Linked DNA regions of Sus scrofa: all the other regions are linked to region 1. The links are chromatin contacts, called in public Hi-C and promoter capture Hi-C maps. All regions are on one chromosome and are shown on one strand. Each heading gives the region's core, a stretch centred on a gene start, on an enhancer-like site or on the middle of the called end of the contact. The rest is flanking DNA. Distances are from core to core; before and after follow the strand shown.

Region 1 (5,406 bases), core at 2,015-4,514:
GCAAAAAGACAAAAAAAAAAAAAAAAAAAAAAAAAATACAGCGCAGTCTTTCAAACTTGACTTAGTAAGTGTTTACTATATGCCAGGCCAGGGGTGTGCCAGGGCTGGTTCCTACAAGCGAGAGTTGACTTCTAAATCTTCAGGAATCCTGAACACCTGAGACAGACACAGCCATTATTAAGAATTAAGTTACATTTAAGCTTAAATAAATAATATTAAAAACAAAGGCAGTAATTCCTGTCATGGCTCAGTGGTTAAAGAACCTGACTAGTATCCATGAGGACTCGGGTTCAATCCCTGGCCTCACTCAGTGGGTTAAGGAGCCGGTCTTGCAGTGAGCTGTGGGGTAGGTCGCAGATGAGGCTCGGATCTGGGGTTGTGGTGTAGGCTAGTGGCTGTAGCTCTGATTCAACCCCTAGCCTGGGAACCTCCAAATGCTGCAAGTGCGGCCCTAAAAAGACAAAAAAATAAAAACAAAGGCAGTAAAAGCTCGAATGTCATTACTTAATTATGTCACTGTGATGCACATTTTTCTATTGTCTGGGTTCCTGACATCATGTTCATCTACGGCGTCTGCTCTGGGTGGGCAGTGTCTCGTCTAAGAACGAAGTCGTGCCCCACGGGGTTAAGAGAAGCTGGTGCTTTACCAGAAACCCTTGTGTGTCTCACAGCACAGCGGGTGAGGGACAGCTCGAGAGAAACCCCTCTGCTTCGCAACCTGCCTTTAACGATTAAGCCTGCTTTCCTTGTTTTCCCCCTTTCTCTACCTGCATCCCCTCCAAGCCTCGTGTAGCCTAGGTAATGTGTCACCAGATTTCTTAACCACCCGGTGATAATGCTTCTGATGTCTGGGTCACTATGGTAACAGGGGCTTAAGTTGTTCCCCAGAACTTTGGAGTTTGCTTCTGCCCAGTTCAGACCAGCTAACACCAGTTGGGACCACCGACCCTAAAACTGGGCCTTGGAAGAACCTCCCCTTTCTCCTACCTCCAGCCACCTTTCCCCGCCCTGAGACCACCCCGCTTCTTTATCCCATAAATATCTCAAGCCTTTTGACTTCCAACTTCTCAGGAGGCAGACCTGACATTTGTTCTCCAGTCTCCTTACAAACCCTTTCTCTGCTGCAAACTCCAGCGTGACAGCCTTCGGCCTGTTGCGGGGGCGGGGCCCATAAAGCCGAGTTGTAACAAATGCTGCGTTCAGTCTCCCCCTATCGGTGGCTTGAAATTGGCAATGGCGGAAGGATATACACCTACGAAATTTATAAATCAGGGTTTAAGTCCTTTTTGACTGTTTACTTAAGGAAGCAGGGGCAGGAGAATTAATAATGCAGGTTAAACTTGAAGGTATACTGGGTTTGCAGCCTTTACGTGATAAATAGTGTGACCGAGCCAGTGCCCTGCCGGCTCCCAGGTACACGAGCCTCTGTGTCCTCTCTTGTTTTTAGGGGATAAGCCTCAGCTTCCAAGACCTTCTTTGAGTTCCAAAGACCAGGGAAGGGAGGGGATGCAGATACCTGGGAGGAGCAGTCAAGAGAGAATAGTGCAGCTTTGGGGCAGGGACCGGGTTCCTTCTCTCTTTTTTTTTTGTCTTTTTAGGGCCACACTCACGGCATATGGAGGTTCCCAGGCTGGGGGCTGAACTGGAACTGTAGCCACCAGCCTAGGTCACAGCCACAGCCATGCCAGATCCCAGCCGAGTCTGCGACCTACACCACAGCTCACAGCAACGCTGGATCCTTAATCCACTGAGCAAGGCCAGGGGTGGAACCACCGTCCTCACAGATACTAGTCAGAGCCACAACGGGAACTCCGGCCCTGGTTCCCTCTTAAGGAACATTCATAACAATATCTTTGAGCCTTTCTGCAGAACTAAAACCCTCAACAAATGGAAGAACTACTTGATGAAGCATCTTCATTCTGGGAAGGAGGACTGGCAGGGCCAGTCCTGGGGGCCACTAAACACCTGCTTTGAGACAGTGCAAACTTGCCTCTACCCTGATCCTTATCTGGGGCCCTATTTTCCACTCCCCAAACTATAAAACCACCTCTTAACTCCTTCCAAGAGGGCACAGTCTTGAAGGCATTAGGCTGCTGTGGCCTCCTTTGCCAGGCAAAGCAATAAAATAAAGCTCTCTCTCTTGTCCTGTTTTTTTTTTTTTTTTTTTTTAGGGCTGCACCAGAGGCATATGGAGGTTCCCAGGTTAGGGGTCAAATTGGAGCTACAGCTGCCAGCCTACAGGATCCGAGCCTCATCTGTGACCTACCCCACAGCTCACTGCAAGACCGGATCCTTAACCCAATGAGTGAGGCCAGGGATCGAACCCGAGTCCCCATGGATACTAGTCAGGTTCTTTAACCACTGAGCCATGATGGGAACTCCAAGCTCTCTTTTTCTTCTTCACCCAAAACTCTTTCTCCACGTTTCTATTTGGCAATGGGAAACAGAGGCTGTTTTGGCAACAACAGCACAAGAGTCCAGGAAATACTCTTCCAGTACTTAATACTCTTCCAGTACTTAAACACTATTATTTGATTCAGCAGAGAAGTCCTTTACACGTCATCAAGTTATGAGTGAAGCTCCAAGAGTGAAGCTGAAAAGGAGGGAAATAACTGAATAAAGTCTGAAGGCAGTAAAGATCCAACGTTGAATGCCGTGAGTGCGGCCCGCAAAAGACCAAAAAAAAAAAAAAAAAATCCAACGTTGAGTTTCAGAATTTCACTATTTCATTTTACTTAATTCTGAACATAAAGGAAAATCGGCTAACATTCGGGTCAGAACTATACTCCTCTGTCAACGGCACTGGGGTGAGCCACGGAGTCGCTGAGGGGGCTAGAAATCAAGCATTTATCCATAGACCGATTTTGCAGCACTAAGCTTAGCGACAGAATTATTAAAGCCCACCCTAGATTTTGCAGGGCAAACCGAGGTTACCGCCGCCTGGAATTTCCAATAACGAACTGCAGCATCGTTATTCCCCCGCCCCGCCCCTCCCCTCGTACACACACACACCTTCTTTCTAAGAGTCGGTGCAGACCGTGAACTCGTGCAGACCGTGAACTCGGCACCGAGCGGCGTCCGGGCCCCGGGGAGCTGGCGGGGGCGGGAGCAGACGGGCCGCGAGGCGCCTTTCCCAGAGCCGCCGCCAGGGCGCGCGCGCGAGACGCCCGGCAGCTTCGCGCTTTGGCCCCCCGCGCGGCCCGTCGCCTGGCGCCGCGGCGGGAAAATCGGACCGTGCCTTCACGGCCGCCGCCTTTTTCTGTTCTCGCGCGCCTGCCAGGGTCGGCCCGCTGTGATGATGGAAGAAGAGGAAGGGGCCGAGGAGCAGCAGCGATTCTCTTACCGACAGGTACAGGCGAACGCGGTCCCGGCCGGTCTGGGGGAGGATGGCGTCGAAACATGGGGGAGAAAAAGGCCCTTAGCACGGCCTCACCTTGGCGCGGGCGTCCGGGGAGCGGGGGGCGCGCTCCCGTGGACTCTGCGCGACGTGGGCGCCTGGCGCTGCGCATGCGCTGGCTCGGCAGCCGCGGGGGCTGCTGGGAGGCGGTTTCCATGGTATCGCGGCTCTGAGCGTCGGGGCTGCGGGGCGAGCGGAGGAAGGTTCCCGGGAAGTGCCAGCCGCGCTCCCTGGGTCCCCCTTCTCCGACAGGGCTGTGCGGGGCGCCCGGCACGCAGCACGAGCTCTGAAACGATGGCTCTTGTGACTGGTTCGCTCTCCATCTTGCAATTGAAGAGACGGCCTCAGAGGCTCTTGCAAACCCAGGCCGTCGGGCTCCAGAGCCTATCGGATGTGGGTTCGAATGTCGACCTTGCGGGGGAGGTGGTGTTGACTCTGACCAGTTTTCCTAGATGGAAAGTCGGAGTGATAATAGGACCACCTCTCAGGGTAGTTGCGGGTATTCGGTCCTTTAATTCTCATCGGGAATAAATACCATGTGGCACCGTCGTAAGAACAGCGCTGTAAAGAGGTGAAAACCAAGAGCCAGAGTGGCAAACCTCAGGGAGGATTAACCTGAGAGATGCGGGAATGAGCTCAGTTACGTAGGGGTGCCCTTCGTATTTCAGAAAGAAAATTTCGGAAGCTGTTTACCCGCCCATTCCTTTTACTTTGAAGTTCAAGCCTTCAGAAAAAGTTGCAAGAATAATACAATCAACACCCATAGGCCATTCACCTCCGTTCACCCGTTGTCAAGATTTTGCTGCATTTGCTCCCTTGTCCCCCTTTATTATTTTTTTTTTTTAAATCTCTTTAGGGCCGCACCAGCAGCATGTGGAGGTTCCCAGGCTAGGGGTTGAATTGGAGATGTAGCCGCCGGCCTACACCACAGCCACAGCAACGCGGGATCCGAGCCACATCTGCGACCTACAACCACAGCTCGTGGCAACGACAGATCCTTAACCCACTGAGCGAGGCTAGAGATCGAACCTGCATCCTCATGGATGCTAGTCGGATTCCTTAACCGCTGAGCCACGACCAGAACTCCCCTTGTCTCCTTTTTCTGAAGTTATGTGAGAATTAAATACTCTTAACACTTCACCTTTAATCGTAATACTTGAGCGTTCATTGCCCCTAAACAAGGGTTTACTCTGAATCATCTCTGATCACACTCAGGAAGTTTGATTTTGATAAAATCCTGTTATCTAGTGGCAGTCCATATTCAGTTTTACCCACTTGTCCCCAAAGTGATTTTTTTTTTCCTTTTAGGGTCTTATATCCCTCCCAGGTGGTGGTCTCTTTGTCTCCTCCTACCATAGCTCTCCACTTACCTACTCTTGTGACTTCTGAGACTCAGGAAGGTAGATCCCTGGCTTATCTGCCCGGCCCCTCCTCCACACTCCCATGTTCACAGTTCCTCCTCATCTTTCCTCCACCGTGAACATGTGCTGGTAGAGTCGATGCTGTTCACCTGTCAGCTCTGTCTCCAGCGCAGGTGGAACACGCAGGGCTCAGCAAGTTTGTTGACTGGAGACCGAGCCCTTGGCTTAGCTTGTTTTTTTTTTTTGCTTCTTCTCTTCATGGGAAAGAGGGATGTTTTGCAGCACCTCCAGTGTTGTTGGGGAGCAGTGAGGGCCTGCTGAGGTGGGCTAGCAAACCAGCAAATCAAAGGAGAGTCAGATGTGCCCTCATAAGCCCTTCCCTGTGTTGTCCTGGCCGTTCTTCCTTTGCCGCATGCAGGACTGGGGCTGGCAAGGACTTGAAGCACAGGGACCAGAGGGATCCTTTTGAATTTGCTTGATTAACCCCAGTTGGGGGCGGAGAGGGGCCAGAATCCCCGTCTGTTTTTCCATCGTGTGCCCCAGACACGCGGCACACGTCTTCTTCACCCCGTAGGCGCTTTGCACATCCACATGGAATTTCTGAGTGAAGTCACCCGGACGCCTCCCCAGGACCAGTCTGCCTTTTCT
Region 2 (5,406 bases), core at 1,468-3,967, 480 kb before region 1:
TTCAGCCAGACAAGGATCCTTGGGACCCAGGACAGGAATTTAAGGGAAAGAGGACCTTCCACACTGGGGGACCCTGATTAAAGCTGAGATGAGTCAACATATTTAGCAGATGTCACCGCCCTTCTGCTGATTTGAATGAGCACAGGACAGACCTAGTTTGACCTCATAGAGTCAAATACTCTCTTACCCGATACAAAGGGGGAGCTAGTGATGTGAGCGTGACATTGAGTCGAAGAACAAGGAAGAAGGGGGCCTCTCCCCCTCCCCACTTCCTGGCTGATAAAACTGCAGCCCACCTGATCCTGGGGCAGCGCCTCCTCACCCACTCGCCTGCCCGCATGTCTCTCAAGCGTCCTATCCTAATAAATCTATTTATTACCCATCACTTAGTCTTTCGCTGAATTCCTTCTGCGATGAGACACAAAACCTGAGCCTCCGTAAGTCCAGACACCAGGTGCGTGATCTGGGTTTAGGCTCAGTTCCAGTCCCGGTACATGGGTTCAGGTCCCCATCTGGGTTTAGGCTGGGTTCGCATCACACATGTTTCGGTTTTACCTTCACAGACCGGGCAGGCTACTTTTTTTTTTTTTTTTTTTTCTCCTTTTTAGGGCCGCACCTGAGGCCTGTGGCAATTCCCAGGCTAGAGGTCAAATAGGAGCTATAGCCGCTGGCCTACACCACAGCCACAACCACGCCAGATCTGCGACCTACGCCACAGCTCATGGCAATGCCAGATCCTTAACCCACTGAGTGAGGCCAGGGAATCGAACTGGCATCCTTATGGATGCGAGTTGGGTTTGTTACTGCTGAGCCACGGCGGGAACTCTCCCTGCAGGCCACTCTTGAAGAGGGCTCCCCGACAGGCACAAACCAGCCAGGAGCCTGGACGTGCACGCTGGGCTGGCAGACCCCGGTCATCCACTACACTCCCTGCTTTGGCGCTGGTTCTCCGTGGGGGGCCTTCAGCAAATGTCTAGAAAAAGGAGGATTTCCAATGGTCTACGGATGGACAGATGCTGGGCAGGGGCCACGGATGCTGCTAAACAACCTACGAAGCACAGAATGGGCACCCCAGCAGTGACAATGCCGGACCCTAACCTGCTGAGCCACCAGGGAACTCTAATCGTTAGCTGTCTGAAGCCTGTTTTTGCACACGCACCCACATCTCCAGCACTCCCAGCACTGCCCTGACACCTGGTGTCTGCGTCTCTGTTCCCACCTCCAAACTGGAAACTCTCTGAAGGCAGGCTGCACGGGGATTTTCCAGCCTTCATAGGCCCCAGGCAGCCTTACTCTCAGAGACATGTTAAAATGGACCCACTCTTTTTTTTTTTTTTTTTTTTGTCTTTTTGCCATTTCTTGGGCCGCTGCCGCGGCATATGGAGGTTCCCAGGCTAGGGGTCGAATTGGAGCTGTAGCCACCGGCCTACGCCAGAGCCACAGCAACGCGGGATCCGAGCCACGTCTGCAACCTACACCACAGCTCACGGCAACGCTGGATCATTAACCCACTGAGCAAGGGCAGGGACCGAACCCGCAACCTCATGGTTCCTAGTCGGATTCGTTAACCACTGCGCCACGATGGGAACTCCAAAACGGACCCACTCTTCTCATTAAGTAGAATTCTCGGAGTTCCTGTCATGGCTCAGTGGTTAAGAAATCTGACTAGCATCCATGAGGATGTAGGTTCGAGCCCTGGCTTTGCTCCTTGGGTTAAGGATCCAGCATTGCCCTGAGCTGTGGTGTAGGTCACAGACGAGGCTCAGATCTGGCGCTGCTGTGGCTGTGGTGTAGGCTGGCAGCTAGAGCTCTGATTTGACCCCTAGCTTGGGAACCTCCATATACTGCAGGTGTGGCCCTAAAAAGCAAATAAATAAATAAATAGAATTCTTGTAAGACTCTGAAGAGGAGAGGGAGCTGATGCTTTTTTTTTTCAGGTCTCCAATATTTTTGTGGACACTTGAAAAGCCTGGAGACCGCAGGCTCTGTGCTGCGGATCCTGGCTGCTGCCAGTTACGTCTGGGGCTGCACGTGAGGTGCAGCAAATGAACAGATTTCTGACTCACTTGGGAGCCCCAGCCTCAGAACCCCAGAGAATCTATGCCATCTAGGAACAGAAGCTGCCTACATGTACAGTTTATGTAATATTGATGCAACTGGCCTGGTAAAAGGCATCTGTTTAAAACTTCTGGTTTGGGGCGGGGGGGAACTGGTGGTTTCGGATGGAAATATTCTAAAATTAGGTTGTGATGATGGTAGTACAACTATAAGTATGATAAAATTCAGAGTTCCCAATGTGGCTCAGCAGTAAGGAACCTGACTAGCACCCATGAAGACGTGAGTCTCGCTTAGGGGGTTAAGGACCCGCAGTTGCTGTGGCTGTGGTGGAGGCCAGCAGCTGTGGCTCAGATTCGACCCCTAGCCTGGGAACTTCCATATGCCATGGGTGGGGCCCTAAAAAGACAAAAAATAAAAAAAATAAAATAAAATTCATTGAAAGGGGGAAAAAAAATTTCCTGTTAAAAAAATAACAAAAGCTTGTCTGGTGATTTGGGCCTGAATGGTAGAAAAAGTTACCCAGATCTCACTGTCTCTCTTCAAGTCCTGAATCAGGTAAACCACCTTTCGCAGCTAAGCAGCAGTACCTGGCAGGCCTGCTCAGAGCTGTTGTGTTTCAGCCAGAACAACACAAACAGGAAGGACCGGGAGCTGAGCTGGAGGAAGTTTCCCGGCTGCACCAGGACACTTGGCGTCCCCGCCAAGTCGTCAGACTCTGCCGTTCTGACCCAGGGACACGCAGGTGGGGGTTTTATTCCTGCACAGCAGCGGGACAAGGACAGAAGGAAAGAGGGACATCTTCTGACCTAATTTCAAGAGGCTCTTTCTTCCTTCTCAGAGAACAGCTGGAGCCCTGGGACCCGGCCAGGCCAGAGCCTGAGACCTCAAGTCAGGAACCAGCTCGCCTACAAAATCCGGCTCCGGATCTTCCTCTGATTCAGTCTGACCTTCGGCCTCCGGCAGGTTCCCAGCGGGCGGGGAATGTGGACTGCGAGTCCTGGCCTCTGAGTAGAAGTCAGGGCTTGAACCCTCAGCTCTCAGCCCTCTGCCACTCCTGGCCAGGAGCTCTCAGGCCTGACCCCCTTCACCTTGGCCTGAGCACCTGGCAGAGTTGAAAGCCCACCTGCACAAGCTGGTGGCAGAAGGACCTTCTCTCCTGTGACCCAGACCAACATCTGAGATGCCCCCAGGGGGCTGATAGCCCCCACCCCACCCCCACGCCCATAGGGAACATTAAATTTGTGTTGCTGGTCAGTCTTCTCAGGGATCCAGCTGAAGTCAGCTTTGGGCTGGAAGGACCACTTCCAAGCCTGACAATCCCCGGGAAGGAAGGAGCCTGGCCAGGTTTCACAGACCTTGGGTCACCTCCAGAGAAAGACGCCAGAATGGACATTTTAATCCACAGACACTCCATCAACCCCACTGCCCATAGCTATGTCCCCATTTAATTTTTTTTTTTTGGCCACACCCTCGGCATGTGGAAATTCGCAGGCCAGGGATCGAACCCGACCCACAGCAGTGACAATGACAGACCCTTAACCCACTGAGCCACCAGGGAACTCTATGATTTAAAAAAAATTTTTTTAAAGGGTCACCATTTAAAATGTTAATTACAGGAGTTCCCATCGTGGCGCAGTGGTTAATGAATCCGACTAGGAACCATGAGGTTGCGGGTTCGATCCCTGGACTTGCTCAGTGGGTTAAGGATCTGGCGTTGCCGTGAGCTGTGGTGTAGGTTGCAGACGCAGCTCGGATCCAGCGTTACTGTGGCTCTGGCATAGGCTGGTGTCTACAGCTCCGATTCAACCCCTAGCCTGGGAACCTCCATATGCCGCGAGAGCAGCCCAAGATAATGGCAAAAAAAAAGACAAAAAAAAAAAAGTTAATTAATTACATTGGGAAATTTTTTAAAAAATTTAAGAGGGGAAACACTGACACAGCGCTATTTATTTATCAGGAGCTGCATAAGACTCCTTCACTCGGGGCCACATGGGCTTGTTCACACCACCCTCCTGCGGGAGGGGACCAGCCTTGCTCTCAGCGGCAGGCCCATGCCAGCCCAGCCTTCCCAGTGCCTGACTTGCTCAAGGACCTCCGCCCTCTCCGGCTCTTCTGCCTTTGGCCTCCTCTCCCTCCATCCCTCCCCCCACTGAAGGCTCCTATAATTGGTTCAAATAAGTAAGCTTCCTGGACCAGGTTCACGGCATCCCTTGAGAATGCGGCCAGGAAGGCCTCCAGCTTCCTGTTGTGAGAATTAGGTCATTAAACGAATTGGGTTGCTTGGAGGGTGAGGGCTCAGTCCCCGAATCGTGCCTCCGGAGCCAGCTTCCTCCGAGCTGCCCGGTTCTGGGGATGGCTGTCCTGGGGACCCAGCTGAGAGGCTCCAGGCCTGACCTTCTGGGTGCAACTTCTTCCCATAAACTCTTTTTTTTTTTTCCTTTTCTTTTTAGGGTCATACCTGCAGCATATGGAAGTTCCCAGGCTAGGGGCCAAATCGGAGCTACAGCTGCCAACCTACACCACAGCCACAGCAAAGCAGGATCTGAGCCGCATCTTCGACCTACACCACAGCTCATGGCAACACCAGATCCTTAACCCACTGAGCAAGGTCAGGGACTGAATCCACATCCTCATGGATGCTAGTCGGGTTCTTAACTCCCTGAGCCACAACAGGAACTCTCCTATAAACTCTTAAGAGGATGTGTTTTAGGGTTCCTCTTTTTCATAGGCTTTCAGCATACAGGTATGTGCTAATTTACATAAAAAATCTAGCTATGTTTGTTTACCCTGAAAACACAGCCAAAGTACTGCAATAAGTTGCAGGCATTCATTACACGGGCCCATCACATAGGCCACACTGTCTGTGTTTGGAGAGCTGCCTCTGCTCTATTACACAGGCTGTGACCCCCTCTCCTTTCCCTCCAGCTACCTTAGAAGAAAAAATAACCCGAGGAGGAGGAAACCTCCCGAGAGGCCGCTGAAGCCTCAGTGGCCTTCCTCCCTAAATGTTTAACAAGCTGATAATCAAAATAAAAAACATTTTAAACAAAGGCTAGTCCTGGAGCTCCCTGGTGGCCTAGGGGTTAAGGACACGGTGTTATCACTGCTGTGGGTGAAGGTTTGATCCCTGGCCCAGGAACTTCTGTAAGCTGCAGGGGCAGCCAAAAAACATTTTTTTAAACAAAGGGAACTCCAGAACCTATATGCGTTTATTCCATTAACTCCCTGGGGAAGGAGCATGAAGATGAGAATTTCTGATGGGTCACAAGGCTCCAGTCCGGAGGCAAAAGATGCTGGAGGTGGGGCAGGGGGGATGATCAGGGGAAACCTGCAGGTTCTGAGGAGGTG
Region 3 (5,406 bases), core at 1,565-4,064, 460 kb before region 1:
TTTGAAGCCCACAAACCCTCTTCCCTGGAGGAGGGGATGACTTTTCCAGGAGCACCTTGTGAGAACGTGGCGCCAGCTCCCCATACACCCTGTTCACATCAGTGTCCCCAGGGTCCGGCACAGTACCTAGCTCACAGCAAGTGCTGGGTAGGGTGTGCTCAGCTAAACCCGAGGGTGGTCAGGTCTAGAATTCTCCGCTGGATAGGACATCCAGATGTCAGTTGGTGCTCACTGATGTCTTGCTTTCCAGCTCTCAGACTCCCCCCGGGGGAGCAGACGGGTTCCATGTCTTCACTTCCGCGGCTACAAGCCTGGGCCAAGCCACCACCATGTCTTGCCCGGCAGTTGCAAGAGTCTGCCCTCCAACTAGGAACCCTGGTTCTGCCCCTGCTCCTCATGCGCCCATCTCCACACCGCAGCCAGAGGTGATCTGTGCAAACTGAGAGCTTACCACCTCTCTGCTGGTTTTAACTGCACTCAGAAAACCTGACCTGGCTCTTCCCATCTTCATAGCACTGACTACTATGAGAAGTATTTTGTCTGATTATTTGTTTACTCCCTTCTCTTTATTTTTTGTTTGGTTTGGTTTGGGGGGTTTTGGCCCCACCCAAGGCATGTTCCTGGGCCAGGGATCGAACCTGCGCCACAGCAGTGACCACACTGGATGCCCAACTGCTAGGCCACCAGGGACCTCCCTCCTCTTTAGAATGTCAGCTGCAGGAGGGCTGGGCCTGTGTCTTCACCGGCCCCAGTGCTACGAAGCTGCCTGCCTCGCCTCGGAGTAAGCACTCATTATTGAATGGGTGAGTCTCTGCGACTTGTATTTACAAGGACCACTCACTCCACCAGGAAACCATGAATGACACGTTGGCATTTAACAGCTGGTGCCTTTATTTATAATTCAAAGTCCTGCTTTATTTATTTATTTTTATTTATTTTTGCCGTAGCTACAGCAGCTTGATGTGGCATCTTAGTTCCCAGAGCAGGGATGGAGCCCAGGCCACAGCAGTGAAAGCACCAAGTCCTAACCCCTAGACCACCAGGGAACTCCACAAGGTCCTGCTTTAAATCAGAGGAACCTGATATCTCTAGACACTTTAACAGCTCAAGAGATATCTCTAGACACTTTAACAGCTCAAGAGATCAGTAATCACTTACGAGTCTAAAGCCAGGAGTTCCCGTCGTGGCGCAGTGGTTAACGAATCCGACTAGGAACCAAGAGGTTGTGGGTTCGGTCCCTGCCCTTGCTCAGTGGGTTAATGGTCCGGCATTGCTGTGAGCTGTGGTGTGGGTTGCAGATGCAGCTCGGATCCCGCGTTGCTGTGGCCCTGGCATAGGCCGGTGGCTACAGCTCCGATTGGACTCCTAGCCTGGGAACCTCCATATGTCGTGGCAGTGGCCCAAGAAATAGCAAAAAAGACAAAAAAAAAAAAAAAAAAAAAAAAAAAAAAGAGTCTAAAGCCAGGAACTAGAGCCCAGGAGTCACAGCAGGGAACGAAGAGCCAAGACACTAGGGAGCAAACGCTGACCTGTCTCCAGGTCCTTTACCCATACATCCTGTGCCTCTATTTACCCAGCAGTCGGCCGGGCACACTTCCCTGGGTTTGATGAGTGACAGGAGACAAAACAATTAACAGTGAGAGCACACTTAGACCCTCGGACAGGAGGTGCTGCAAGCCACACACCTCACTGTTCACAAAACTCTTGATTTGCTGCCAACACAGGCCTCCTGGGCCTTCCCAGGGGCTACCCTGAAAGCAGGTACTGCTCAGACAAGTTCAGCACGCAAGGGAGAGGAAGGCATGTGGGGCCCCACAGAGGTGGGGCATCCAGACCTATGTGTCCAGGTTCAAGGAAGAAGAAGGTGGCTGGGGTGGGGGTGATGAAAAGGAGGCTAGAAGTGCAATTTGGGGCTCTGGGTGGGTAGTTTTGCAGGCTCTCATATACACGCCGGCCATACCGGTGAGACATGTGCCGAGATGCGTACCTTCCAGGAACACCCACTAGGAGAGGTGGGATGGAGACGGCAGTTCAATCCCAGACCAGAGAGAGGAAGGGCGGCCCAATGGCCAGACCTTGGCAGCACTTAGTTTGGGGAAATATGGGGGCCTCTATACGGAGGGTCAGGATGCTGCGAGCGGGGCGCAGGTGAGGGAAGAGACAAGAGGGTAGGGGACCCGGAGTGCTGTTAGACATGACAACCGCGCCGATGCAGTGGGGTGAGCAACAGAGTGGATGGCTCGGACACCTGTGGAGGCGACCCCCGAGCGGGGGTGAGGACGGCTGGATGGCGTTCTGCCCCAGGGTCGGGGGTAGGGACGGCGATCTGGAGGAGGAAGCGGCGTCCAGGCAGGGCAGGAGGCCAGGCCCAGACCAGGGCGCAGTACCGGGGGCCCGACCAGTGGGTCAGAGCAGGGTTGGGGGCGCCCTCCGCGGCCCCTCCCCGGGAGACAAAGGGCCGGCAGCTCCCCCCGAGCCCCGGCGCGGCGCGGGCCCGGGTGCTCCGGGTGCGAGCGGGCCTCGGAGCTTACCTGGGCCGCCCGACCCGGCAGGGCCGGCGGGGGCTGCGGGTCCGAGAGCGGCGCGCGGCGGCCTGTTCCTGGGCGCTCACAGCCCGAGCAGCCGCGGCGGCAGCGGCAGAGCAGCAGCAGCACCAGCAGCACAGCAGCAGCAGCAGCAGCAGCAGCAGCAGCAGCGGGAGCGGCCGCCTCAGCCTCCGCCTCCCGCTCCGTGAGTCACCGCGGCGGGGAGGGAGGGAGGCGCCAGGCGGCCGAGGGAGGGACCGGCGGAGGGGCGGCATCTGGCCGCGCGGGCGGCGGAGGCGCGGCCACAGCAACGCCCGGGAGGTGGAGGGCGGCGGGGGGCCGGACCCAGGGGCGTGGCTAGATGTGGGCGTGCCCTGTGCGCTCGTTGGTTAAATCGGCTAGCAGGGCGGAGCTTCCATCTGAGGGGCGGATGCTGCTGGCCGCTTGGGCACCCTCATTGGGCTCCTCGGGAGGGGCGGGCCGGTGCCTCTGGGGTGGAGCCACGAGATGAGAGGGTGGAACCCGGTCGCGGGTAGTGGCCGAGGGGCTCTCAGAGCAAAGGGCCAGAGCAGGTCGAGGGTTGGCGGGGCAGGAGGGGCGGTGGCTCTGAGGAGGAGGCGGCCTGGGGGCGGAGCCCCAGCTAAGGATGGAGCTGGCGCTGCGGTAAAACTCTGCCTGTCCCTAGCTGCTCCAGAAGCACAGTGATCCCGTAAAAATAATGGCCTCTCCCACACACGAGTCTGTGTTTAAAAATGGGAGCGGCTAGACGGGACGAAATCCTTGGGGACACCGGTTTACCCAGGACCGCCGAAAAATCTGAAATGGACGAGGTTGCAAAACATTTAGAAGCGTGGTCTTCCTGCGTCGTGGAGCTGGGAATATTGACGCTACCTTTGAAGCAGGCCCACTCTCCAACCGGGGGGGGGGGGGGGGCGGGCACCGGACGCGGGGAGGTGCTGTCTGACCTGGAATCCACCGAGCCCAGAGAGCCCAGGGATGGGCCTCTGTGGGTTCGTTAAACTTAGAATATCGTGTGTATGGTAGCGAGTGCATTTTTCTGGGGAGAAGGGGGTCCTTGATTAAAATGTTTGTTTCTGTAGAAAGTCTGACTTTATCTAATCTGGTCCTGGAGAAAGTAAATGAGAAGCCGCCCCTTTTTAGGCAAAATGGAAATTGTTCTGAACACCCACTTTCCCTTTTAAAGAGACGCGTATCTTTAAGTGTAGCCTCACTTTCGACATTTAACTTAAGGATTGCATAGGGTGACAATATCCACAGTTTAGAGGCCTTACTGCCCGATTTTCCCCAGCCTTTTCACTCTTTTTCTGTTCATCCTCTTCCACTCTTCGGACTTTCCTTCCCCTCCCCTATGCAATGAGAATAAGAGATACTTTTTTTTTTTTTTTTTTTTTTTTTTACTGTATTTATATTCTCTAACGTCCATGTTGTTATTATTATTTTTTTTTTTTAAGGACCGCACTCGGGGCATATGGAAGTTCCCAGACTAGGGGTCCAATCTGAGCTACAGCTGCTGACCTATACCACAGCCTTAGCAGCACATGATCAGAGTCAAGTCTGCAACCTATAGTGACAGCTCATGGCAATGCAGGATCCTTAACCCACTGAGCGAGGCCTGGCATCAAACACGCTTTGTCATGGCTGCTAGTCAGGTTCCTTACTGCTGAGCAGCAGTGTAACTCCCACTCACATTTTTTATTTAATCGAAATCATATTTTTAACCCAAAACATCCAAAATATTATCATCTTAGCCATGTAAGCAGTGTAAAAATTACATTCTTTTCATCCAGTCTGGAAATATGTATACTTCACACTTATTGTACATCTCAATTCAGACCAGCCATCTTTCACTTGCTCAAGAGCCACATGTGGCTGTGTTATTGGATAAAGAAGCTCTAGTCCCTTGACCAAATTACATTTTAATCCAGCCTCATCTCACACTTAATAGGTCCCTACATTGCCTTTTCTCTGTCACCATGCCACCCAATTACTTGCACCAGAAACTTAAAGGTATCTTTGGAGTTCCCGTTGTGGCTCAGCAGAAATGAATCTGACGTGTATCCATGAAGAGGCAGGTTCGATCCCTGGCCTCGCTCAGTGGGTAAAGGATCCAGAGTTGCTGTGAATTGTGGTGTAGGTCACAGATGAGACTCAGATCTGGCATTGCTGTGGCTGTGGTGTAGGCCAGCGGCTGTAGCTCTGATTCAACTCCTAGCCTGGGAACCTCCATATGCCACAGTACAGCCCTAAAAAGACAAAACAAACCAAAAAACAAACAAAAACTTAAGGGTATCTTTGACACCACTCTCTCTGTTATCCCTTCAGTCCAGTCCATGTTTTTTTCCACTCCCAGACCAAATCTTGACTCTCCTGACATCTTACCATCTCCACTTCTCCACTCCTAATTTTAACCCATCATCAGCTCTCACCTTGGCTCCAGCAATAACTAACTTGCAAGTGTGTTTTCATTCAGGCTCTCCCTAAAACCCTCAATCCTTTGCCCACACAGCAACTAAAGGGGTCTTAAAAATGTCCTGATCTTCTCACATCTCTGCTGTTCAGTGAGATTCCTGATGCGGTTCGGAATATTTAGCATGGCAACAAGGCCTTGCATGATCTGCCTCCAGCTCCATCTTGAAGAGCCTTTGCCGACTGGGCTTTGGCCCTTCTTCTCCCTAGTCCTTGATCGTGGGGTACTTCTTTGTGCTTTGGTCCGTCTCAGTGTACAGTTCCCTTTGCCTCAGTGGCTCTTAAGCGCTTCTCTCTCCTTCACCTGACTGAATATTTGGTCTTCTTCAAGGAGGTTTTTCTTTTCTTTTTATTGAGGGATAGTTGATTTACCATCTTCTATTAGTTTCTGATG
Region 4 (5,406 bases), core at 1,090-3,589, 430 kb before region 1:
AAGTACACATACTCCAGGACTCAGAATACTTAGTATTACCTTGTTGACCCTTCCTTTTTGCTTTTTAGGGCCATACTTGAGGCATATGGAAGTTTCCAGGCTAGGGGTCAAATTGGAGCTACAGCTGTGACCTACAGCACAATGCTAGATCCCCAACCCACTGAGCAATGCCAGGGATCAAACCCACATCCTCATGGATACCGGTTGGATTCATTTCCGCTGCACCACAATGGGAACTCCTCTTGTTGGCCTTTACATCCATTTACCTACTGACTTGTGGTCATGAACAACCTTTTTTTTTTTTTTTTTGGCTTTTTTAGGGCCACAACCATGCATTTGGAAGTTTCCAAGCTGGGGTCAAACTGGAACTGCAGCTCTGGGCCTAAATCACAGCCACAGCCACACTAGATCCGAGCTACATCATGGAAACATACACTGAAGCTCAGGGGAACGCCGGATGCTTAACCCACTGAGTGAGGCCAGGGATAGAACCTTCATCCTCATGGATCCTTCATCACATTCATTACCACTGAACTACAATGGGAACTCCCATGAACCTTTTTTTTTTTTTTTTTTTTGCTTTTTAGGGCCACATCCTCCGCATATGGAGGTTCCCAGGCTAGGGGTTGAATCAGAGCTGTAGCTGCCGGCCTACACCACAGTCTCAGCAATGCCAGGCCACATCCTCCGCATATGGAGGTTCCAGGCCACATCCTCCGCATATGGAGGTTCCCAGGCTAGGGGTTGAATCAGAGCTGTAGCTGCCAGCCTATACCACAGTCTCAGCAATGCCAGATCCAAGCTGCATCTGCAGCCTACACCACAGCTCATGGCAATGCCAGATCCTTAACCTACTGAGCAAGGCTGCATATTGCTTGCTTCTTCCACTGCATCCTACATCTTTTTTTTTTTTTTTTTTGTCTTTTTGTTTTTTCCAGGGCTGCACCTGTGGCATATGGAGGTTCCCAGGCTAGGGGTCTAACGGGAGCAGTAGCTGCTGGCCTACACCACGGGAGCAGCAATGTGGGATCTGAACCGCACCTGTGACCTACACCACAGCCCACGGCAATGCTGGATCCCCAGCCCACCGAGCAAGGCCAGGGATTGAACCTGAAACCTAATGGTTCCTAGTCAGATTCGTTAACCACTGAGCCACAGTGGGAACTCCTGCATCCTACATCTTATTCTCTATTTAGCACTATGTCTGCCTTGAATTATATGTGATTCATTATAGCTTATTGTTTGTCTGTTTTCCTCTCCAGACTGTAAAATGAGAGCAGAAAATAAGTCTCATTCCTTTCTTAGCCTAATCAGCATTTAGTTCAGACTAGGTATTTGATATGTATAAAGGTACAACATATTTTAAGATTAACCTTGTCTAAACGAACTTCAGGGAAGAAAGAGACACTTTGGTTTTGTATTGGGGGTTTTTTGGTCGCACCCACACCAGAAGGAAGTTCCAGGGGCCAGGGATGGAACCCGCTGCCACAGCAGTGACCTGAGCCACAGCAGTGATAATGCCAGATCCTTAACTCACTGAGCGACTAGGGAACTCCTTAAAAAAAAAAAAAAAAAAAAAAAAAACCACAAAACCCTTTTAAGAATCTTAACCTAGTGCTACATTAGTTGAGATTCGTCCTATAAAGATTAACTCGCGGGCACCACCTAGTATTCAACAAAGGTGGTGCACCTTTTACGCAAACAGCCAAATTACTCCCCCAAACTGTACTCTGGAGTGGAAGGTACTCATTCACGCTCACCTTTCTCTTAGCACTCCGAACTCTGCTTAGTGCTGACTGGTCTCAAACTGCATAAAACCGCCAGTTCTTGTAGTTTCAAGTGTTATAAACTTGAGGAACGCGAAACTGTTCATCAGGGCAAGAAGTTCAAAGTTCAAACCACCTGAGGGTGGAGCTGGCTGGAAAAGGGAACAATTGACAAGCAGTTTTATTCACTATATATAAACGTGGCCTAAAGCAGTTCGGAAAACTTCCACTTGGGCGGCCTGCGACTGCACCCTCTCTTTCCGGCTCCTAGGGAGACATCGTAGGAGCAGGGGGCAGGTGTGGAGGAGAGGGTGAAATCCGCTTTCCTTCTGACTGTGCGGGCAGTCTTTGAGGCTTTTCCTGGTGAGACCGAGTGCGTTACTGAGGAAAACGCCGCACCCTAAACTGCCTTGAGGGAAGCTGTCAAACCCAGAAGCACGAAAAAGATAAAGGTGGAGCGCACACGTTTTCCTGGCTGGAAGTGAGCGGCTTCTGAACCTCGACCTTCCGGACGGGGTCAGGCAGCAGCTCCGGCCACCGCCCCAAATTCCATCTCCCACCAGGGAACCTGAAGCTCCCGCACTTGGGACTGGCGGCGGCCGGGTCGACTAGGCCTGGTTGCTCCCAGGCGTCGCCGGGATCCCGGCGCCCCCAAAGCTCTTCGGTCTTCCCAGACCAGAACCCGAACCACCCCCTCGGGGTCCCCTCTCCGCCTCCGCCCACCACGCCTGGTCCGAGAGTTCACAGCCAGGGGCCCCGCCTACCTGAGGGTCCGGGCCCCGCGGACGCGTGCAGGTGAAGCACTTCCGCCAAACGCACGCACTTCCGACCGCCTGGAGCCAATGAGGGCGCGGCTACGAGTGTTACCGTCACTGGTATCCGGGTTGCGGACTGTCTCCCGGAGGACTCGGGCCAGTAGCGTGGTAAGCCCCTACCCGGAGACCCTGACAAACCGGGCTCTGGGGGAGTCAGCCAAGGACTCCTTTTTAAAATCGCAAGTGCAAGGGAGTCCAAGATGGTGGGGTTTTTGAGGGTCAAATGCAGCCGTCCCCGAAGCAAGGTCTCAATCAAGTTTGAGGCTGGGAGTCTTGTCCCTTCCTTTAGAATTTTCTCTGTAGAACCAAAAATCTCGGTAAAGTTGCCTCTGGCCTTTGGAACAGGTGAATTCACCCTGGGGGAAAAACTCCTTCTTGGGCAGAAGTGAGGGGGGCGAGGCACTTCCCCTTTTTCCCGCAAATCCTTTTTTCCAGGTCTGTGAAAGACTGGATTACGAAGCAGTTTGACACCAATTCGTCTTGGAAAGGAGACTGCGAGCCGTTGGGCAACATTCTAAAAGTTACTCAGAAGTTAGGTGGAAATTGTTTTCACATGTTCCCAGCCCAGCTCCTTGAAGTCATTAGTCCACAAGACAACCTCAGGGTTTACAGCGAAATTGTTAAACAGGTGTTGTCTTTAAAGTTAATTCTAGGAATTCCCTGGTGGCTCAGTGGGTTAAAGATCTGGCATAGTCACTGCTGTGGCAGGGGTTGATTCCTGGCCCAGGAACTTCCACAGGCCCAGGAGCCTGGCCAGAAATAAAAATAAAGTTAATTTTAACTCAGCCACCCAGGACACACTTCCTAGATCACCACAGAACTCCACCAGAATGAATTATTTGTCATTTCTGTCCAATCATAGAAATTCTTATTTATCACCATAAATTGTTTTTCAGAGTTACAATTTGGTTGTGAAATCGCAGTTCTAAGTCCAACACAGAAGAGAAGTTGACACACAAGTTGGAATGGTTCCAATGGCCTACTGTGCAAAACTATTCAGATTCATAGAATTTCCTTTGTAAAAGTAAGTGGCTGTTACGTATTTTTTTGTTATTGTTAACAAGTGGTAAATATATTGTGTATCAAGCAAGCCTCTTAAGTTTAGATAATTTTTATCGAAGTATAGTTGATTTACAATGTGTTAATTTCTGCTGGACAGCAAGGTCATTCCGTTTTATATGTACATAATGTATGTATGCATTGTTTTTTATATTCTTTTCCATTCTGGTTTGTTTCAGATATTGAGTATAGTTCCCTGTGCTATGCAGTAGGACTTTGCTGTTTATCCGTTCTGTGTAATAATAGTTTGCATCTGCTAACCCCAGACTCCCAGTCCGTTCCTCTCCCATTCCCCTCCCTGTTGGCAACCGCAAGTCTGTTCTCTAAGTCTGTTTCTAATTCGTAGATAGGTTCATTTGTGTCGTATGTTAGATTCCACGTGTAAGTGGTATATGGTATGTGTCTTTTCTTTCTGATTTCACTTCGTATGATAATCTCTAGTTCCATCCATGTTGCTGCAGATGACATTATTTTGTTCTTTTTTATAGCTAAGTAGCATTCCAGTGTGTGCATATGTGTATATATATATATATACATATATGCACAATGGATTTACATACAAAGTATATAATGTATATACAGTGGAGTATATAAATATGCAGTGATAATGTGACTATGTGTGGAAATGTTTTTGTAGAATATCAAAATCTCAATGACAAATAGGGTCAGTGCCACATACAACAAAGCTGGAAAATATCCTTCTTTCACCATTTGAAGTACTTGCTGAATAAACATTTTCTCACTGGGTTCTTCCCCTAATTTTTATGGTGATAATACAGAGTTCTACTTAGGCATTTGTGTTGGTTTTAGAGGGTGCGAGCAATCTTAGAAGCTGTGGAGGAAAGGCCTCACTGTACAAGCATCGTGCTTACCTGCTCTTCATTCTTGGTAACTTAATCTGATTCCGCAGTTCAGATTCCGAGAGTATTCTTACATACCTTTGGGTTCTTGTTTAAAGCTAATGGATAGTGAAAAAGCATTCCTAGTGCATAGGCAAGAGAAATTGGTTTTGGTTCAAGTTCTCAAACAAAGATAGAATCTAAGCCTAAAAAGAGGATGGGGAGGGAAGAGAAGAAATTGGGAAAAGAGGAATGAATGTTAGGTAGGTAGACACAGAGAGAGCGTTGGGGAAAGTAACCTCAGAACTGGGAGTCATAGGTGGAAAATCAGATCACTACTGCTGGGTAGCTGGAGGAATTTAGAAAACTTTAACTTGGACTTGGGTAGGAGTCCAGAGGGAACAAATTGCCCCAGCTAGATAGGGAAAATACAGGGGCAGATGAAACTGGAGTAGCTGACTAGAAGTATCAGGAGCCAAAGGCTCTCTGCACCTGTGGACCTCTTGTAAATGTCTATAGTAGGTAACTTGTACTGTTGTAAGTCTTTTGTGATGGTTAATCGTATGAGCTTTTTGGAGTTCCCGTCTTGGCCCAGTGGATTAGGAATCCAACTGGAAAGAATCCAGTATTGCTGCAGCTCGGATCACTCAGATTCAATCCCTGGCCCAGGAACTTCCATATGGCACGGGTGTGGCAATAAAGAGAAGAAAAAAAGAGCATGAGCTTTTAGGAATTCCTTTGTGGCGCAGTGGGTTAAGGATCCAGCATTGTCACTGAAGCAGCTCTGGTCTCTACTGTGGTGCAAGTTAGTTCGATCCCTGGCCTGGGAACTTCTACCTGCCTTGGACATAGCAAAAACAAAAAAACAAATTGAAAAACATGAGTTTATTTATTTATTTTTAGGGCCGTACCCTCGGCATATGGAGG
Region 5 (5,406 bases), core at 2,086-4,585, 360 kb before region 1:
CTAAGTGAGGTAAGTCAGAAAAAGACAAATCCCATATGATATCACATATCTGGAATCTAATATATAGCACAAATAAACCTTTCCACAGAAAAGAAACTCATGGACTTGGAGAATAGACTTGTGGTTGTCAAGGGGAAGGGTGAGGGAGTGGGGTGGCCTGGGAATCTGGGGTTAATAGGTGCAAACTATTGCATTTAGAATGGATAAGCAATGAGATCCTGCTGTTTAGCACTGGGAACTATATCTAGTCAGTTGTGCTGGAGCATGATGGAACATAATGTGAGAAAAAGGAATGTCTACATGTATGTGTGACTGGGTCACCTTGCTATACAGTATAAAATTGACAGAACACTATAAACCAGCTGTAATGGAAAAAAAATCATTTAAAAAAACTAAAGGAATTCCTGTCATGGCACAGTGGAAACAAATCTGACTAGGAACCATGAGGTTGCAGGTTTGATCCCAGCCTTGCTCAGTGGGTTAAGGGTCTGGCATCGCCGTGAGCTGTGGTGTAGGTCGCAGAAGCAGCTCGGATCCCTAGTTGCTGTGGCTCTGGCGTAGGCCAGCAGCCATAGCTCTGATTAGACCCCTAGCCTGGGAACCTCCATATGCCCGTGGGCGTGGCCCTAAAAGGACAAAAGACCAAAATAAACAAACAATAAAAAGACAACCCCATTAAAAAAATGACCAAAGGATCTGAATAGATTTTTGTCCAAAGAGGGTATATAAATGGCTAATGAGCACATGGAAAGATGCTGAACATCGTTAGCTCTCAGAGAAACAAAACCACAAACCTAAAATGAGATATCACTTCACATCTACGCGACTGTGGCTATGTTAAAAAAAAACGCTAACAAGTGCTGGTAAGGACTCTGGAGAAACTGGAGCCCTCATACTTTGCTGGTGGAATGTACAATTGTGAAGCTGCTTTGGGAAAGAGTGCCAGTTACTTGAAAAGTGAAACATATAACCCAGAAATTCTCCTCCTAGGTATGTACCCAAAAGAAATTAAAACACGTGTCCACACAGAAAGTTACACAGTAATGTTTACAGCAGCATTCTTCCTAATAGTCAAACGACAGAAACCACCAAAATGTCTCTGCACAACGCATGGTATGTCCATACAATGGAATATTACTTGGCATTAGAGAAACGATGTACTGATATTTTACTATAATGTGGATAAATCTTGAACACATAAGCTGAGTCAAAGCAGCTAGAGACAAAAAAAAAAAAAAAAAAAAAAATCACATAGGGGAGGATTCCAGTGACGTGACATGTCCAGAGTAGGTAAATCCATAGAAACAGGAAGAAGATCAGGGGTTGCCCCCAGGGAGAGGAGGGGAGGAAGGGGAGTGACTGTTAATAGGCTTAGGCTTTCTTTGTGGGGTAAGAAATGTTCTTGAATTTAGTGGTGATGGTTGAATAACTGTGAATATCTTAAGACCATTGTACACTTTAAACGTGTAAATTGTATGTTACGTGAATAATACAGCAATGATCACATTTTTAAAAAGAAGTAAATGTATTAACATCAGTGTTACCAGGAGTCTAAAGTCTGGCTCACACAGGAGTTCCCTTTGTGGCTCAGTGGTTAACGAATCCAACTAGGAACCATGAGGTTGTGGGTTCGATCCCTGGCCTCGCTCAGTGGGTTAAGGATCTGGCATTGCCGTGAGCTGACACGGCTCAGATCTGGCATTGCTATGGCTCTGGCATAGGCCATCAATCTACAGCTCCGATTTGACCCCTAGCCTGGGAACCTCTAAATGTTGCAGGAGCAGCCCTAGAAAAGGCAAAACGACAAAAAAAAAAAAAAAAAAAGTCTGGCTTACACAGAATTCCCTTCCTGGAGAGCGGAAAGCCAGCAGTGCTTTAATTTTACTTACAAATCCCTTACATATCTAGCTGTCATGTTACTATTTGAAGTAAGGAGAAAAAAATTGTGACTTTTAATTCTGGAATGCAATCTTTACGATTATGGGTAAGTCAATGAGCCCATTCAGTATGTTCTTCTTCATATGTGGCAAAATCTGGAATTTCATGATATTGTTATGTTGATCGCTCTATTTAGATCTGTATGTTTTAAACGTGATTGCATTCTTCAGAGAACAGATTGGTGGCTGCCAGAGAGGGGTAGTGGGTGGGCAAAAGGTACAAGCTTCCATTTGTCAGTCCTGGGGATGTAATCTACAGCACAGGGACCACAGTTAACAATACTGTATTGTACATTCGAAGGTTGCTAATAGAATAATTCTTGGTGATGTCGAATTTTTTTTATCTTTTTTTTTTTTTTCTTTAAGGCCCCATCCGTGGCATATGGAGGGTCCCAGGCCAGGGGTCAGACCGGAGCTGTAGCCTTCGGCCTACACCACAGCCAGAGCAAGGCAGGATCCGAGGTATGTCTCTAACCTACGCCACAGCTCAGGGCATCGCGCTCGGATCCTTAATTCACTGAGTGAGACCGGGGATCGAACTTGTGTCCTCATGGATACTAGTCAGATTCGGTTCCACTAGGCCATGACGGGGAACTCCCAAATTTTGCCAGCATTTTGGGACGCACTTGAAAAAAAAAATCAGAAACTATCTCTGATAGGACAATAATAAGTTGCCCCTGTGGCACAACAGGATCTGCGGTGTCTGGAGAGCACTGGGACGCAGGTTCGATCCCTAACCTGCACCTCAACCATGGGTGAGCTCTGACCCTGGCCCAGGAACTCCACATGCCAGCGGGGCGGTCGAAAAAATAAAATATAAAGAAACAAAAGGACAATTATGAAAGAAAGTTCTACTTGGGTCAGAGTTTTCTTCTAAATGGGCTTTGTTTGTGGAGGTAGAAGAGTGTACGTAGAAAGGTTTTTCAGAATGTGAGCGGTCTGGCAGAGTACGCTCCTCCGAGAAAGGAGGCGTTTTCTGTTTTATTTCATTTCGCCTGCATCGTGGAGGGAAGTGGCCTTTTTGAGTCGCTAGAAAGGAGCGTCTGGGAACAACGGAGGCGCTGTAGGACCTAGTCGCGGGCGGGCGTCCCCTCCTGGCCACCCCTCCCGGCGTGGGTGCGTGTGCTCGCTCCCCGCGGCCGCCAGCCCGCGCGGTCCTCCAGGGGACCTACCGGGGCCCTGCCGGCCTCGCCCGCCGCCCGCGCCGTCGCCATGGCAGCGCGCCGCCCCGCCCCCCGCGCTCCGCCCGCCCCCAGCCCGCGGCCCCGCTCGCCCCTCCCCCGCCCCGCGCGGCGGCGGGGAAGAGGGTGGGGCGGGGGCGGGAGGAGATGCAGGCGAGAGGAAATCGGCGGCGCGCCGCCCGCGGCCCATTGGCTGCCTCGTCTTGGGGCCAGAAGCCCCGCCTCCCTGGCGGGATCACGTGATCCCTTTCAAAGATGGCCGCCCTGTTGTTTTGATGAATAATACTTGGTGGGGCGAGGGGGTAAGAGTAGGGGTGGAGGGGTAGGAGGTTTTACTCTTCCAGCCCGAGCATCGCGAGTCCAGTCCACCCCTCCCCCCTGCCCGGGCTCTGGCGTGGAGGCGGGGCGTGGCCGGCCTGCTTTGGGAGGGGAGGAGCTTCCCTCGTCAGTGCTGGGCTCTGCCTGGGCGGCTCTGGGGTCGCCTTACCTCGGGGCACCCACTCTGCAGTTGAACTGTTCCCGCCAGGGGCAAAGGGTGGGTAGGAGAGCAAGATCTGCGGTGGGAAGATCCGCTGCCGCGCCACCACCCCGAAGACACAGCAGGCTTCGAGCGCGAGGCGAGCTGGAGACCGAGCTCGCTAGTCTGGGTAACCTGGGAAGCAGAGGGTAATAAGTGGCGCCTTAAGATAACCCTGTAGCAGCAGCAGTGGCAGTCAGAGGAGGCTGCTCGGGGATAAGCAGCTGTAGGAGTCTCTGGGGCGATTGGAGTGACTGACGCCAAGGCATTTCAGTGCCTCTCGTGTTCTTATTTTTTAACCTCTGACTATGCAATTCTGAAACCTCCCCCATTCGGGGGACCAGACAGCCCGAAAGACACCTTCCACTCTCCTCCCGCCCTGGTCTCAAAGAACAGAAGGATCTCTCCGTAACGCCTTTCACCATTAAGAGGAAAGCGATGGAGGAGCTGAGCGCTGATGAGGTGAGGAGGTTGGGGGACACATTGGGAGATGAGTTGGCCAACTCTCTGGCGTTTCGGATAGGGAGGAGATTGCGCCAGTGGTGCCTGGCCTTTGGGCAGGAATGGAGATGACATTTTCCAAGAATAAAATGAGTCCCTGAGAGGATCTCTGGTTGTATTCGCTTGTATTCCTTTGCCTTCTTTTTTCATCCTGAACTCCTTTTGCTTGTTTTCGAGTCTTTTAGGGTCTAAAGAAGGGGAGAGCATATTGAGCCTTTCATTCCTCTCTCAGGGTGTTTAAGCAGGAAAGGCTAGATTTACATCAAGTTGTGCGTGTGTCTGTGCGCGCTCGCGCTGGCGCTGGCCCTCGCGCGCGCGCGCCGTACTGCAGAGATTTAAAGAATAATTTTGGATGGAATCAATGCATGGGTGTATGTTTTTGAAAGATTTGAAATCCCGAGTTTTTATGGCCATTTCATCGTAGAAGTTAATTAAACATTACATTTGTGTTTGGGGGTGACCTACAGATTTCTTTGATGTTGAACGCAATACATTTCTTCTCAATAGCTTAGTCAATTACAGTTAAATTCTAGCATTTTAACAGACCGCTGACTTCTGGCTTACTTCTCTTTCATTCTGCTTTCTTCTAGTTTTTGTCCCTTTCAAACTTGTGTTATGCTGTTGCAGACACCAAACAGGAAGCACATGACTTTGTGGACCCCCTCATTATTATTTCAGAAAGGAGTCTTCGCATCCCCTTCTTGATGTGTTCAAGATAATTTAATAATAATCATTAAAAACAGTGGCATTTAGGCTACAAGGAATTTCCTGTGCCTCTGTTGACTTTTCCCTTCATTTTTACACATTGGGATCTTGCCTTTCAGGACCCTGCTGGCCTTACTCTCTTCAGCCTACCATTTCTTCCTCTGGTTCATGTACAATTTCCCTACAGTATCATGAAGGTAGTCATCCATTAGGTTGGTTGTGCTATAAAACTTCCATGCTTCAGTTTTAGCTACAGAGTAATTGATGTGTTTACCTGGGAACAAATTCTCCAGGGATGAGTCAGGCAAGTGGTGGGTTAGGGGTCACATAGGAAGGGTAGCAAATCATTTTTTTGGTTTTGATACCTGGTTGTGTTTGGAAAGTCAGGATCGCCCGTTTGGTGTTACTGACTTTGTTTTCTAAATACATCAATAATGTAATCTTAAACTAGGAAATATCGTACGGTTTCTTTCAGTGAGGACCTATCAGGAGATTCCCCTTAGAGGCACTTTGTTTTATGTGGTGCTTTTAAAAAGTTCTTTTATGTAGTACTTTTAAAAACTAC

Evidence for each region. Promoter capture Hi-C pulls out the DNA fragments that hold promoters and counts their contacts. A called contact is a pair of places that touch in the nucleus more often than the background predicts.
Region 2: a contact with region 1 is called in a Hi-C map of subcutaneous adipose tissue, with 2.0 times the contacts expected there. The contact joins the enhancer-like site here to the promoter of APITD1 in region 1. A contact is called at or near these places in 10 of 47 Hi-C or Micro-C datasets (alveolar macrophages, embryonic fibroblasts, fetal heart ventricle and 7 more) and 2 of 2 datasets of contacts at active chromatin or transcription factors (alveolar macrophages and skeletal muscle).
Region 3: a promoter capture Hi-C map of fetal liver shows a contact between it and region 1, with 2.6 times the contacts expected there. The contact joins the promoter of CTNNBIP1 here to the promoter of APITD1 in region 1. A contact is called at or near these places in 1 of 5 promoter capture datasets (fetal liver) and 1 of 2 datasets of contacts at active chromatin or transcription factors (alveolar macrophages).
Region 4: a promoter capture Hi-C map of liver shows a contact between it and region 1, with 4 times the contacts expected there. The contact joins the promoter of LZIC here to the promoter of APITD1 in region 1. A contact is called at or near these places in 1 of 5 promoter capture datasets (liver), 1 of 47 Hi-C or Micro-C datasets (embryonic fibroblasts) and 1 of 2 datasets of contacts at active chromatin or transcription factors (alveolar macrophages).
Region 5: a contact with region 1 is called in a promoter capture Hi-C map of fetal liver, with 3 times the contacts expected there. The contact joins the promoter of UBE4B here to the promoter of APITD1 in region 1. A contact is called at or near these places in 2 of 5 promoter capture datasets (fetal liver and liver), 2 of 47 Hi-C or Micro-C datasets (embryonic fibroblasts and skeletal muscle) and 1 of 2 datasets of contacts at active chromatin or transcription factors (alveolar macrophages).

The regions. Positions count from the first base shown.
Region 1 is chr6:70,698,430-70,703,835 of Sscrofa11.1, forward strand. APITD1 (apoptosis-inducing, TAF9-like domain 1) reads left to right here and starts at 3,265. Exons shown (of 5, transcript NM_001204935.1): 1 at 3,265-3,349. The coding sequence starts at 3,296.
Region 2 is chr6:70,219,459-70,224,864 of Sscrofa11.1, forward strand. All of the region lies in intron 1 of CTNNBIP1 (beta-catenin-interacting protein 1), which reads right to left. Among named protein-coding and RNA genes, the nearest start is that of CTNNBIP1, 19 kb to the right of the region's middle. Within about 2 kb of position 2,718, at least 18 of the 83 cell types and tissues checked have an H3K27ac peak or open chromatin away from gene starts, as enhancers often do. A contact at or near this core is called in retroperitoneal adipose tissue, skeletal muscle and subcutaneous adipose tissue, where this site is marked.
Region 3 is chr6:70,238,746-70,244,151 of Sscrofa11.1, forward strand. It overlaps CTNNBIP1 (beta-catenin-interacting protein 1), which reads right to left and starts at 2,815. Exons shown (of 4, transcript XR_002344887.1): 1 at 2,532-2,815.
Region 4 is chr6:70,269,371-70,274,776 of Sscrofa11.1, forward strand. LZIC (protein LZIC) reads right to left here and starts at 2,340. Exons shown (of 9, transcript XM_021095309.1): 1 at 2,232-2,340; 2 at 1,761-1,918. It overlaps NMNAT1 (nicotinamide/nicotinic acid mononucleotide adenylyltransferase 1), which reads left to right and starts at 1,926. Exons shown (of 7, transcript XM_021095306.1): 1 at 1,926-2,689; 2 at 3,478-3,605.
Region 5 is chr6:70,342,454-70,347,859 of Sscrofa11.1, forward strand. It overlaps UBE4B (ubiquitin conjugation factor E4 B), which reads left to right and starts at 3,336. Exons shown (of 27, transcript XM_021095312.1): 1 at 3,336-4,097. The coding sequence starts at 4,074.